Linked DNA regions of Zea mays: regions 1 and 2 are each linked to region 3. The links are chromatin contacts, called in public Hi-C maps. All regions are on one chromosome and are shown on one strand. The core of a region is the stretch at or near the end of the contact, and the rest is flanking DNA. Distances in the headings are between cores, read along the strand shown.

Evidence for each region. A called contact is a pair of places that touch in the nucleus more often than the background predicts.
Region 1: a contact with region 3 is called in a Hi-C map of tassel, with 4 times the contacts expected there. The contact joins the promoter of LOC100275576 here to the promoter of LOC542052 in region 3. A contact is called at or near these places in 4 of 25 Hi-C or Micro-C datasets (ear, leaf, tassel and 1 more).
Region 2: a Hi-C map of leaf shows a contact between it and region 3, with 9 times the contacts expected there. The contact joins the promoter of LOC103642136 here to the promoter of LOC542052 in region 3. A contact is called at or near these places in 2 of 25 Hi-C or Micro-C datasets (leaf and tassel).

The regions. Positions count from the first base shown.
Region 1 is chr10:148,559,784-148,562,496 of Zm-B73-REFERENCE-NAM-5.0, forward strand. It overlaps LOC100275576, which reads left to right and starts at 1,416. Exons shown (of 1, transcript NM_001149627.2): 1 at 1,416-2,713. The coding sequence starts at 2,100.
Region 2 is chr10:148,175,417-148,178,116 of Zm-B73-REFERENCE-NAM-5.0, forward strand. It overlaps LOC103642136 (auxin-responsive protein IAA33), which reads left to right and starts at 1,352. Exons shown (of 2, transcript XM_008665444.4): 1 at 1,352-2,058; 2 at 2,136-2,509. The coding sequence starts at 1,661. The coding sequence ends at 2,316.
Region 3 is chr10:148,408,617-148,411,444 of Zm-B73-REFERENCE-NAM-5.0, forward strand. LOC542052 (proton-exporting ATPase 4) reads left to right here and starts at 1,340. Exons shown (of 13, transcript NM_001305848.1): 1 at 1,340-1,576. The coding sequence starts at 1,535.

The DNA.
Region 1 (2,713 bases), core at 166-2,665, 150 kb after region 3:
AGAAATGTCCAATGTACCACCTGATAGAGCATTAGATAGGGTATTCATGAAGCATGTAAATTGTGCCTAATAGGCCAAGTACTTATCTTATGTGCCTGGTGTGCTCATAGATGTATGTGATTGTGTATCTTGGGACTATACTCATCGAATGTGTTCGGTGTGGCACTAGTATGCGCATCGGATGCCACTTATAATAACTATGAAGGAATCGTTGTGTTCGATGCAATGGGTTTGTGAGCACCGGACATGTTTGGTGCCCCCAACTATGTTGATTGGGGATGTAACAACTAATTCACCCCTTCAGGGCTATTTATACCCCAACTTAGTCTATTGAGGTGTCTTGCCCTTTCAATAGACGAAGCATCTACTTGAGAGTGTGGAGGATCTTTTGCATAGCAAGGAGATTTAAGAGTTAATAATCACATAATTAGTGACCTCATTAGTGCATAGACTGACTTATGTGCAACGACCACCTTCATTAGACTTGATTTGGTCAAGTGATTGTCTAGTCCTTGTTATTTTTGGTGATTAGTATCACCTAAGAGACCTAGAACATTCAATCATTTTTCTCTCTAGCTCTAACACCCGACGTGTCTACTGTGCAAGCATTGAAGATGTAAAGATATTTGGTCATTTTCAGGGCATTAGAACCCGCAAGGTGAATCTACCCCGTACTAGTGGTATGTACTAATTACTAGCATTGTTGAATTTATTTAACATTATCTTTCAAGTTGCGTTTTAACGTGGTTTCCTTCAAAGTTTTGGAGCAAGAAGCACTACCATTGATTGACATGATGCGTTTGGAAGGAGCCACGTTGTAACTTGTATGTCATCTCTAACATCTATGAAGATGTCTTTTCATTGTACACTTTTTATTTATATGCTAATGTTGTTGGGGGTTTAGTATCGCTTTGACTCGGGTCTTGGCCAATTTCTGGGTCTGCCACCGGAAAGGAGGTACTCTAATTTTTTTAATACGATTTTAAAAACTCTATGAAGTTTTTTTCTGTATAGTTGAGGTGTTTGGATAGAAAATTTCTACTCTAGGTTAGAGCTGGAGCCATGCCAAACATGAAACACCCCTTATCTCTAGTCAATTTTCTGAGAGAGATCAATCCTTTGTTACAACAAAAAAAGTTATTTATTCTTTGATTTAACTAAATAAGATTGTGTAAAGTCTAATTAAATCTAACAAGATTAGGTTAACTTTTACATGTTGTTTGTTTGTTAGTACAATATACCAACATGTTTGCTAGTAGCAAGTATAGCAATGAAAGGAGAGAAGAGACAGGCCAGGAAGCCAAAAGCCCTCCTCTTTGGCTGACGCGGAGCAGATCTTTCGCTCTGCTGGGCTTCTCTTGTCTTCCGGGCACTCCTGCGCGATCAAATCCGATTCAACGGCCGAGAAAAAAACCCTCGAAGAGGAAAAAGGAAAAAAAGAAAACAGGGAGAGCCCAAGCCTGAGACGAACACGAAGAAGCAAGGAGCGAAGCAGACACGAGCGAGCCCATCCCAAGTTCCCAACCCACACGAAGCTGCAGCAGCAGGCAGCCGCCTCGCCACGCGCCCGAGCAACGCCGCCGAGAGAGCCGCCCGCCCGCCCGCCCGCCGGTGAGCAGCGAGGGCAATTCGTCTTCGGCTGGTCCCCGTCCCGCTCCCGCCCGCCAACCCCAATTGCTCCCCTCTCGGAGGTCAGCTCAATTCCTGCTGTTTCTCGGATTCGATTCGGTTGCACCGGGCGCGTCGTCTCCCTCGCCGGAGATCCAGCAGGTACGAGCTCGCCTGGGGCCGAGGATCATGCCCCCATTGCTCTAGGGTTTGGGTGGGTAATCCAATTGGCTCGCCAGGCCCGCGGCCTCTATGCTTGATTCGGGCCTGCCGCGCCGCTCCCTGGGATCTCGCGGCGGTTGGTGCGGCGCCAGCGGTGATGAGATCCCCTCCATGGCCGGCGAGCTGGGAATTGGGGTACGGGCTCGCTCTCTGCAGGAAGCGGCGCAAGCCCTAATGGTTTGATCCTAGCTGGGTGCGGCGTGCTATCCCCAATTCATTGGTTTCTCTACTCCGGGTCTGATATTGGGGTTTGCTGCGGTGGTAACTGCATGGACACAGTAAGGGAGGAGGCATGGCCAGTGGCTGCACCGCGGCAGCAGCCATCAGCTCCCCAACCGCAGCAGCAACAGCAGAATGGCCGTATTGATCTCAGGGAGCTCAAAGCTCAGATGGAGAAGCAGCTTGGTCCGGATCGCTCGCGGCGATATTTTGGCTACTTGAATGGCTACTTATCAGAGAGGCTCGGCAGGCAAGACTTTGAAAAGCTGTGCCTGCATACCCTGGGGCGGGAGAACCTTCAACTGCACAACCGGCTAATCCGTGCAATTCTCTACAATGCCTACCAGGGAAAGTGCCCGCCACCTCCACTGGATGCAGGGAGACCTGTAGGAGCATCAGTAAAGAAGGCTTATCAGGCTGCTGAAGTGTTGAATGCTTGCAATGGTGATGCCAGGTTGTTACAGATTCAGAGATTGAGGCCTGTGGCCAGAGCACAGGATCATACTTTAAAAGACAGTACAAATAACACGGGTCCAAATTGTAGGGTGGCTGCTGCCAATCACAACCAAGTTACTCACGATGCTTCTGGATCTCTGGAGAATGGTACACTAAATCAACTTGAGTTGAAGAGATTGCGTTTTCAACAATGCGAACCTGTAGAGCC
Region 2 (2,700 bases), core at 102-2,601, 230 kb before region 3:
CCCGAAGGCCGAAGCCGTCGGGCAGCAGCTGGCAGACAGGCGAGCGACGCACGCAACCGGCGCACGTGCGGCGGACAGGTCGTCGCGCGCAGGCAGCAGAGCAGAGCAGAGCCGACCCGACCGTCCCCGGCGTGCGTGGCGCGGCCTGCGCTCCTCGGCGCCCGCCCGCCCTCGTGCACTGCTGTCTAATCTAGGAAAGATAAAAACAAGTTCCTGGGAAAGAAGCAGCTAGCAGGTGACTTTGGAGAGCAGCTAGCTAGCTAGCTAGCTGTATAGGACCGGAGTAGTACATGCATGCCGCCAGTATAGTGATAGTGTGGTAGTGGCAGGGCGAGCGTGCATGTGCGCACGCCGGCCGAAATCATCGGTCTAGAAAAACAGGCGGGCCGGCCGGGCGGGCGCACGCACGCGTACGAAGGACACTTTCGTTGTGCTGTTGCTTCGGCCGTCGCAGCTGCGCATGGATCCCCATGCATGGCATGACGATGCAGAAAACTATACAACTACTGATACTAACAGTAGCTATACGTAGCGCGTAGTAGTTACTGTGCCATTTCACGAGAATTATACTATATATGCACGCAGCCGGTACGGTCGTGGCATGGCATGGCATGTATTTCAGTCCTGCGACGGGTGTTTGTTGTGTACAGAATGGCGATCGATCGACTATATATACACACGATCGACGCTGTTCTGTCACAATATGAGTACGTACGAACGAGTCTTGAAACTCTTGATCAATGCGGCGGCCTGGCGGGCTGTACCGTCGTCAATGCGCGGAAATACATGCCCCGTAGAACCGCAACCTCACGTACGTACACGGATCGGCCGGGGGGGAGAAGTAGTCGTGCTCGTGCACCTTAAAATTTGGAGCTAACGGAGAGACGAGATCTAAGCTGCGATCGTCTCGTCGTGCAGTCGTACGTGTGCCGCTCCAGCACCGTTACTGTGTATCCCGTACGTGTGCGCGCGCGCCCATGGCGTGGGGCACGACCAGCACGCGACGACCGTCCCGGTGCGGTGAAGAGGAGAGGACGACGAGCCGAGAACGAACGAGCAAAACCCCCGGCCGGTCGTGTCAACCGGCACGCACGCATGCATGCCATGCGCAGTGCGCTCGCTCTCTGTCTCTCTCTCCATCATCCCCAGGAAAACGCGCGCCCAGGCCATCCATCCATTTCCCATGCACAGCACAGAGACAGAGCGGGTCGCCGCCGACGATCCGGCTTTGTTTACTACGTACTACTAGTATATATACTCCCATCGGAGTGCGTGTGTGTGCACCGATCGATCGCTAGCTAGCTAGCTGCGTCCTCCTTTTTCTCACTTGCAAGCAACACCCGCCCCCGCCCGCCCTTGTTTGTGTGCTGCTTACTGACAGGTCAGTTCCATCCGGCCCGTTGGGTACGTGGCTATTCGTCGGATTCAGTTGTGAACATGTTCAGCAACATGTTAACCCGGCCCACCTCCTATAAATCCATCCTCACCACCCCCAGCAGCAGCAGGCTTGCAACCCTAACAAAACACGGCTAGCCATCGGGAGAGGAAAGCGCTCTCATCACTTCCCCATCCTCATTCCTTCCTCCGTCCACACCGCAGCCACTACAGATAGATACGCCATCCGACGAGGTCAACTCAAGTCCCCCCTTCCTCCACCACGATGAGCAGCGGCGGCGCGAGCTTCGAGCAGCACGCGAATAAGCGGCGGCGGCCGCCCGCTGGGCCGCAGCGCCTGACGCTGTCGGTGCAGGACGCCGACGACGCGGCCGCGGCCGTGGTCCCGCCCGTCACCGTGGTCCTGGACGGGCGCTGCATCTGCCACCGCGTCCACCTCAACCGCCACACGGGGTACCGCAGCCTGGCGGGCACGCTCCGCCGCATGTTCGTCGACTCCGACGACGACGACTCCGACGTCCACAACCACCACCACCAGCAGCAGCAGCAGCAGCGCGGCGAGGACGACCTCGACCTCGACCTCGCCAATGCCGTCCCGGGCCACGTCGTCGCGTACGAGGACATGGAGGACGACCTCCTCCTCGCCGGCGATCTCAAGTGGAAGTGAGAGAGAATTTAATTATTAACTACTGATGTGACCACAAACTTAAAACTGGTTTTCCGTCGTTTCAAACACACAGCTCGATTTACTCTCTCGATGGTGTGCATGATTGCATCGCAGCGATTTTGTTCGCGTCGCCAAAAGGATCCGGATCATCCCTGCCAAGAAGACGACGTCGTCGTCAAGCCGCGCCAAGAAATGCGGAGGAGGAGATGTCAACCACAGCAACTAGTCGCCGGCGTCCGGCCGGGCCGGGCTAGCTTTTGTTAGACTCTCGCATGCAATTATTACTGCTAGCCGCTAGCTGCAGCTGTCGTCTACTCCATCGTTGTGTTCTTCAATTCATTCACTCAGCTCTCTCCATTATATTATACCCGGCCCCATGCATGTTGTCGTTAATTAAAGACCTATAATTAAAGCACGTACGCAAAGCAATGAACAAGGTTATGTCATGACCAGCAGCAATTCAGAATCAGCTGAGCTGATGACCGAATGATATGATCCTGTATGTGATAGCTCTCGATCTAGCTAGCGCCGGGCGCGCTCCGTGTCAAGTCGTGATCCAATCCAAGTGTGTGGCGCACGTACCGTGTCGGCTTCCAACCCCCGCGAGCCGTCAATCATGTCCTCTGTGGCTCTGCCTG
Region 3 (2,828 bases), core at 90-2,589:
CTATATAAGTAAATTCCAATTTATTCAACGGCCCCTTAGAGTAATCAGTAGTAGCAGAGATGGCAAGGGTCAACCTTGACCCTTTGAGACAGAACGCTTTTGGTACTCCCCTTCAAATCTGGAACTGACGGGTATTTTTAGGGGCCTCTTTTTTTTTTTACCTTCCACGATGGGCATTTATTTAGTTTTAGAACTATCTAGCTAGCGTTGATATGAATTGGAAAACCGGAAGCGGCAGCAGGACTCGCGCTGCTGTCAGGCGTCACTATTCGGCCTATTTGATTGCCTTTAGTATGAACTGTTTTCTAGTGTTTATATAGTGACTAGACTTGCAGCTGCATCAGCTCGTTGGGCCCTCCGTCCGCTGACCAAGCCGCAGACGAGCTAGGGCTAGTGGTGGAACCGTGGAAGGCGGCTCGGACCGGTAGGAGCCACGTCGGCATCCCTGAGACAGAATTCCCTGTTTTTTTAGTCAGTCGTCTCTTCCCTTTCTGATTTCTGAATAGCCGTTCAACTGCAACTGCTCCTTTGTGGCCGTGCGTGCGGCCAACGGAAGGAACGCGCGGCTGCTGTCTGCGCCATCTGCCAATGCAGGGCAGGCCTTGTTAGCGAGAACGGGAAGAGACCGAAGGATCCGTGCCAACTTACATTTGTTCGGTTAACCCCGTTATCCATTAATTAAATAGAATTAGAAAATATTAAAAAAGAATTCACTTAATTTATATGTATTGACAGCTAACCAAACAAGCCCTTACAAAGAGACCGGTTGCCTGTTTGAAGCTCCAAACTGGTACGGTATTGTATAGAGGTTGCGTGCGGTCCGATACGACGCCTGCATTCGCTGGGACGTGGAATAGTTCGAATTCATGCCGCCAAAGAATCTCCGCGTCCCGACAGGAGATGGCACGCACGGCACGGATCGGGGCTCGCAAATTCACCGAGCCCGGCCCGAAGCCAAAGCCCGTGCCGTTACCCTGTGACGGTGCGGGCCCACCACGCAGTGCCTGACACGCGCGGCTTCTGTTCCGTTCGAAGCCGAAGCCGGGGGGTGGAAGTGTAATGGATGTCACCACGGTCCACCTCCACCCGTGACCGCTCGACCCGAACGTGGCTGACGCGCGGGGCCACGCCCGGGTGCGGAGGCTGCCCGGCGCAACCGCGCAGGCCAGACCCCACCGGCTGCCAGCGGGCCGACCTAATACTCGACGGGGGGGCACGCGAAAAGAGACAGGCCCCGTGGGCCCTTGTGGGGGTCGTGGTAGGGGCGTAGGGCTGCTAGGGATGGTGGTGGTGGCTCGGCCTGCGGGTACAAAGCGGAGCGGCGCGGCGCTATATAGGTCCGCCCCCATCTCCTCCCGTTCCACTCGACGCCCAGCAAGCGCTACTACTCCACCACCACCACTACTTTGCTTGCTTGCCCCTTTCCCTTCCCTTCTCACACGAGAAGAGAAGCGAGTCGGCGTTCGCGTGGCATATGCCCGTGTCTGCCGCCGGGCTTGGCTTCTAGGGTCCGCTCCAGCGCCGGCCGACCGCCATGGGTGGGCTCGAGGAGATCAAGAATGAAGCCGTCGATCTGGTGAGGAAATTGCCGCTACCACTGCCTCGCTTTATTTTTTTTTTTGCTCGATCGCGCCTTTTAATTCAGACTGCCATACTTGTGCCAGTAGTACTAGTAGTAGTAGTACCACTAGTATACGTACGCACGCGCTGACTCTGCTGGAGCCTCAGAGCCTGGAGGCAACGATGAACTATGTAACGGCGGCCAGTTTTGCTTTTGCCCCGGCCCTTTGACTTCCTGTTCTGTTCCTCTGCTCTTGCTGGTCCTGGAGGAGGAAGGAAAAAAAAAAACCGAGAGAGAAAAAAGTGGTCCAGAGTCTGAACTCTTCTGAAAGCAATTTCACACGCAGGAGGAGCATGCAGGAAGGGAATCCTGTTCATGCGAAAAGATTTTATGCCTTAGTTTGTTTCCATTTTCTCCGCATGGACGATGGATGGGGTCGCATCGCTAGCTGCCTTTTACGCGCTCAACCAATCTCTCTAGCAGCTTTTCGGACAAGGGGGGAGAGGGCCGGCAACACCTGGCCGGCCGTGGGTCATGTTCCTCCCGTGTCTTGCTCTGCTCTTGCTCATGTGAGCTGTTTGATTGAATGCGTACAGCTTTGCCTTCTAGCTCGGAGCGAAACACCCACCCTCTGGATCGATTCGATCTGCCGTATTTAATACGTTGCCCGGATTTGACCACGGAGCAAAATCCACTATACGCCGTCTCCGTACGTTTTTTTGCCGCATCGATCTGTCCAAGCGTCGATGGTTCGACGAAACTATGCCTAACGAGAGGCCCCCAAAAAAATATCCGAATTTGTGCAGTCCCTTTGGCCAGCGCGGGGGGTGGGCACGCAGATCGACAGCGATCATGCTGCTGAGATCAGAGGGAGGAAAATAGGGAACCCGTTTCAATTATTAATCCCTGTTGACCAAGTGGAGCACTATGCCACCTGAGTATGACGGGTGGCCCCCTTCCCGCTGCCCTGCTCATCTGTTTTGTTCCGTCCAATTCGGCCGGTTCACACACGCGCGCGCCCGTGCTTGCGGGGTCACACTCACACACATGGGTGGGGCCACGGAGGGTGCGGAGCGAGCGGCAGTGCCCTGCGCCAGCGCCCTCTCTGATCGAGATCGGACGGCCGTACTGCCGGGCCGGCAATCATTGCCCCCCCCCGTACACCGCCCTGTCCTTCCGGCTCTTCCTTGTCACGTTCCAACCGCTAACTCTAGCGGGCAGTCACGCTGACGCCGTGGGCCCGTTCTTTTGTTAGAGTTCTGGCTTT